Regions from separate parts of the Mus musculus genome. Here region 1 is linked to region 2. Evidence: chromatin contacts called from public promoter capture Hi-C data. All regions are on one chromosome and are shown on one strand. The core of a region is the stretch at or near the end of the contact, and the rest is flanking DNA. Distances in the headings are between cores, read along the strand shown.

Evidence for each region. Promoter capture Hi-C pulls out the DNA fragments that hold promoters and counts their contacts.
Region 1: a promoter capture Hi-C map of pre-B cells shows a contact between it and region 2, with 3 times the contacts expected there. The contact joins the promoter of Rhot2 here to the promoter of Tsc2 in region 2. A contact is called at or near these places in 3 of 39 promoter capture datasets (cranial neural crest, liver and pre-B cells) and 1 of 9 other capture datasets (liver).

The regions. Positions count from the first base shown.
Region 1 is chr17:25,843,215-25,845,914 of GRCm38.p6, forward strand. Rhot2 (ras homolog family member T2) reads right to left here and starts at 1,311. Exons shown (of 19, transcript NM_145999.3): 1 at 1,186-1,311; 2 at 1,041-1,099; 3 at 875-956; 4 at 727-770. The coding sequence starts at 1,222. Wdr90 (WD repeat domain 90) reads right to left here. Exons shown (of 41, transcript NM_001163766.1): 38 at 2,557-2,700; 39 at 2,365-2,484; 40 at 2,161-2,245; 41 at 1,520-2,011. The coding sequence ends at 1,854.
Region 2 is chr17:24,631,301-24,634,000 of GRCm38.p6, forward strand. Tsc2 (TSC complex subunit 2) reads right to left here and starts at 1,327. Exons shown (of 42, transcript NM_001286713.1): 1 at 1,238-1,327; 2 at 645-811. The coding sequence starts at 782. Nthl1 (nth (endonuclease III)-like 1 (E.coli)) reads left to right here and starts at 1,382. Exons shown (of 6, transcript NM_008743.2): 1 at 1,382-1,554; 2 at 2,627-2,700. The coding sequence starts at 1,452.

The DNA.
Region 1 (2,700 bases), core at 61-2,560, 1.2 Mb after region 2:
TACAGGCCACTCCTGGCCATGTCCCGGGTGCTCACAGCAGGATGGGTAGGGCTCTGAGGCCAGGAAAGTCCACCTTTGCCAAGCAGGCCTCTCCCTGCCAACACTCCCTAAGAGACACCAGACCCTAGCACCATGGCTCTAGACAGCACATCCTGGACTTATGACAGACCTATCACACGCAGGTTACAGTCCCAAGGCAGGTCTCTCTCACTTTCTATCTCAGTACAAGCAGCAAGGATGCTGCAGATGCAAGCAAGGAGACACTGCACCCTGACCAAGTGACCAAGTGACCTGCACCTATAGGACACAAAGAAGGCTGAAGGACTGCATTCAGGAACATAGTAAACTCTGGCATCAGGGAACGCCTAGTTAAGATGGCATCCACTACAGCCTAGGGAGGAATAGTACTGGGGAACCGAAGTATGTTAAGGAAAAGCAATGAAGGGTGTGTGTGTGTGTGTGTGTGTGTGTGTGTGTGTGTGTCTGCTCCCCTCAGACCCTGGGATGGATCACTAATGGCAGTACTGGCCAGGTCCTGATTCCCAGAAAGCTATGATCTGGAAAAGCCAACAATACTCAGCCGTGAAGGTCACAGCTGAATTATCAGGGTCAAGCAGAGTCACCTAATCCAGCCGCCAGGAAAGGAAGCCGATTAAGACTAGATGGCAGCAAGTTAGGACCAAAGAATTGGGCTCAGTACCCAAGGGCCTGCAAGATGCACCGCACCTTGTGGATCTCCTCCTGAAGTTCTTCCTCTGTCTGCTCCGCTTCTAAAAGGAAAAAGAATGCTATGTAGAATGGCTGTTGCGCTCGATTCAGACCGGCTGCAGGCTCAATACACACCGGCTGGGGGGCAGCATTTGGAGATAGATACCTGAGTAATCCACGATATGAGTGGGCACCTTCTCCGGGGTGACGTCGGCGGGGATGGTTATCTCCTCCGCGCGGGCAGGGACCTGCAACAGGTGGGTCAGTATTGAATGCGGAGCGGCTGCCCAGAGCCTGGCATCCGCCCTAAGTGCCCAGTCCGCCCCGCGCACCTCCTCGGGAAACTCCTCGCCGACCAGCGACAGGATCAGAGACGTCTTCCCCACCTGGGCTGCGCGGGGAGAGGGAACAGTAGTCAGGAGCACCGCCGAGGTCACGGCGACCCTACCGGTCTTCCCGCGGCCCCAGCGCACCTACCCTCGCCCAGCAGCAGGATGCGAACATCGCGCCGCATGGCTGCTGCCCGCAGCAGCACCCCAAACCCACCCCTCCCGGCCCGGCCCGGCCCAAGTAGACCCAATCCCAACCCCAACCCTCTCCTTCAACCCGCTCAGGCCCCCGCACTTCCTGTCTTCAGTACCGCCCTCACCCAAGCTTCCGGTCCCGCCCACACAGCACCAGCTAGTGGTTGGGCTAAGGCAAGGCGCCCGCGCCCGCCTGCCAGTAGAGTGTTCCTGACTCTGCAGGTGGTGCAAACAACTCAGACTCAACGGGCTCCTCGGGAGGAAAGGGTGAGCTCAGGCCAGAAGTGATGCAAAGACACAATTTATGGGACAATAAAACAATGTATCGCTATAATAAATGCCAGTGTTTATTTCCTTAAACTGTACAAAATAAAAACAATAAAACAACCTTCATGTGAAAAACAACCCAGTATGCCAAGTTTTGTGTAGGAGGGAGTGGTTCTGAGGGTCAAAACCACACTTCACAGATTCTAAGTCACTGCCACACCCTCAGCCTCCTTGAATCTTTTCAGATTTCACCCAAATTCCAAACAATGCAGTTCTGAAGCCTGTCCCAGCCATCCTGGCTCGGCATACAGCAATCCACAGTCTGGCTTTTCTGCCTATGTTCCTAGCAATAGCTCAGGGATCGGTGACTTCCCACACCAGGATCTCGTTGTGAGCAGCTGTGAAGAGCAGTCTGCCAGATGGAGTGAACCTACACAGGTGGACCGAGTCATCATGGCCTTCCAAGTCCTGGGCAGTCCCTGACGCACAGTCTAGGAGCCTCATCATGCACTCTGTGGGTAGATGACAGGGTGCTCTGAGTACTGACACCTTGCTGGGAACCTTGCTGAGGGGAGCAGGGCCATGACATCTACGCCCCCAAACCTGCTATGGCTGAGGACTGTCAAAGCTGCCCTCTCTATGTGTGTCGACCAGCACTCACCAGCAAAACCAACCACCATGAGCTGAGATCCTGGGGACAGGCTCAAAGACATGGCAAAGAAGGGCAGAGGTGTCTTCTGTATCACCTGTAGGAAAACAATATGACACTGAGGTCTCCTGCCAGGGACAAAGCCCAGGCTCCATGGCCTTCTAACCCTATGACACAGCCCTGGATGTCCACCTACAGAGCAGTGATCGCACAAACCTGCTTCTGACGGAGGCTGTAGAAGATGACCTCCTCATGTGCACCCAGGCCCACACACACCAGTATCGCCTTATCCCAAGGGCAGAAGGCAGCAAGAGAGGGGGGCAGGAGGCCTGGAGCCTGTGGAAAGCAGTATGTTGTGCTGGGTTGTGCAGACTCCAATCCCCACCCACATGACCGTGGAACTCTTACCTCTGAGACAGCAGGTGCAGGAAAGCTCAACCATTCCAGGAGTTCACAGCGGTCCCGGAGCCAGTCAGAGACCCAGATGCTGACACGTTGGTCCCCACTTGCAGCCAGCCACAGTTCTACACCCTCTACCCCTAGGTCTCCATA
Region 2 (2,700 bases), core at 77-2,576:
TTAAGGCTGGATCTCGAGGCTGGTGAGATAGCTCAGTGGTTAAGAGCACTGACTGCTCTTCCAGAGGTCCTGAGTTCAATTCCCAGTAACCACATGGTGGCTCACAACCATCTGTGATGGGATCTGATGCCCTCTTCTGGTGTGTCATCTACAGTGTGTGTGTGTGTGTGTGTGTGTGTGTGTGTGTGTGTGTGTGTGTGTGTGTATGTTAAATAAATAAATCTTTTTTTAAAAGTTCCTAAAAAGAAAGGGTGGATCTCCAATTTAAAAAAGGAAACGAACATCTTTGAGGAGAGGAGGACCCAGTCTCACTACTGTAGCTCAGGTGGGTTACAATTATGTTGCCTCCAACTTCATAATCCTATCTCCTCTGCCTCTCACGTGCTGAGAGAGTACAGGGCATCTATCTACCATAACACTAAACAAAATAAGTTTTCATACAACACCTAACTTCTAAGGCAAGTGTGCTAAAGCAGGACACCAAGATCCTGAGGACAGGCATATATCTGTCTCCACAGTACTGGGGACAGCAGCCCTATGCAGATGGTTACCAGCAACCCATCTCCCACAGAACCCAATGACAGACAAACCCAGCCTTCCTAGCCTTTGTGCTGGGCTAGCCAAGACATTGGCCACTCACTCACTCTCAAGATTTCCGATGTGATGATAAACTCAGTCTGTTTGCCTTCTGCACACCTGGGATTTGGCCTCGATGTTCCCAATCCCAACAGTATCTTGAACTTCTCCTTCAAGCCGGAATCTTTGCTTGTTGGTTTGGCCATGGTGGGCAGGGCAGTACTAGAGAACTGCTCTGTGTAGAAATAAACATATTATTTGATACACCCCAGGAAAGGTTCTCCCTTCTGCCCTCGAGGCGAACCTCCAGAATCCTAGGTCAAGGGTAGGCAATAACCTGTCCTTCCTACAGCCTCTGGGGCAACTCAACTCCATGCAGGAGGAACTCAGCCACAAATCAACTCCGGAGGTATAGGCTTACTCTAGCGACCCGCCTGTTGATTGCCATTAGTTCTCCCTAGGTTAAGGAGGAGCTGTCGCGTGAATAGATGCAGAGGCCCGCTCACATTCGCAATGGAGGGCTTGAAGCGCTAGGACTTGTCAGCGGTGGGAGCGGCGGAGGATTGGAATCAGAACGACCAATTCCCCTCACCCCATCGCGACGCGACCACACAAACCATCGCAACCCGCCCCAGCAGTCAGAGCCTCCAGGGCTACTCACCCCGCGCGCGCCTTTCGCGCGCAGGTCCTCCTGCACCCAGGGAAGGGCGCACACCCCCGGCCCAGGGCAGCTGCCGGAAGCGCAACCCGTACTTCCGGGGGCGAGGCTTTGCTGACTATTTGCGTTGAGCTCTCTGGGAATTGTAGTTTCGCGTGCGCGTTGAGCAAGTGGTGGGATCGCGGGGCTGCTCGGAGGAGTAGTTTACAGCCCAGGCATGAACTCAGGGGTGCGGATGGTGACTCGCAGTCGGAGCCGCGCGACTAGGATCGCGTCGGAAGGGTGTAGGGAGGAGCTCGCCCCGCGAGAGGCTGCTGCAGGTAGCTCTGCGCCTGCAGGCGTTTTGGAGGAAAGGAGGAACGTGGAACTTTGGCTCCAGGCTTGCGTCCCGGGCCGCAGCATCTGACCTAAACTCTAGGCGCCGCGGAGTAGGCAGCTGCCTTGAATCTTGAATTGAAGCTACGCTTAAATCTCACGTGGCCCCACTTCTAGCTTCTTCCAAGGGTCTGGGACCCGCAGGGTCTGCAGGGTCCGTAAGACTGGGTTCTGGATGTATTCATCCACCCTTATCGCCAGTGAAAAGTTTTAGTCCAACCAGCCTAGCTTAGGACATTCACTTGCTCCAGGCTGTCCGTGGGACACAGCTCTGTTCTCAGAGCTGCCTCCCTCTCTTGTAGGGCCAGGCTGTGTGCCAAGAACACACCCAGCTAGAAGTCTTCTCTCCCAGCTGGACGGTGGTTCTGAAAGAAAACAGGCCCAGAGAGAAAACAGGAAAGGGCATGGCACTCATTGTGTTTGTCCTGTAGCCATTAAGGGCCTACTATGTGCCAACTAGTGGTACTCAGGGAGTAATTATCAGCCCGTCCCCGCCTGGGACTTAGACATAAGTGGCTAGAGCAGGAGTGTGCGTAGGCAGCAATGGTCTCCCAGAATCGGTTCAGTAGTAGAGATCCGCTGGGATCCAGGCTGAGGCTTGGCAAGGGCCAAGGGCCACAGAAAGTGTTGATACTGTTAAGGCAGCAAATGTTTTATAGTAGTAGAGTTTGGAGCTCATCCTAAATGCAACGATTTCTGAAAGGGGAGTTGCACTGTCCAGTTTGGGTGTGAAGAGAGAGGTTCTCTTGAATGTAACTCAAAGGACTTGGGACAAAGGAGAGAGGTTATATTATCCTAGAGGCTGTTACTAGTGTCGGTGTGCTAACAGGCACTTTGTCAGACTGTCATGTACTGTTGTGACAAGGGCAGAGCACAGCACTTCTGTACACATCGTGGTAGATAATGGACAGTTAGTTGCACAAACAAGTGTGGGGATGTGGATTGGCAGGTAAGCAGCACCCTTCCCCCACCCTCATATAAAACCCACTCCAAAGACTGAATGGCACTTTTTTGCAGAAGGAAGAAAAAGCCACAGGCCCGTGAGACATCCACGGAGAACACAGAAAACGCATGTGGCCTATGAAGCGGCT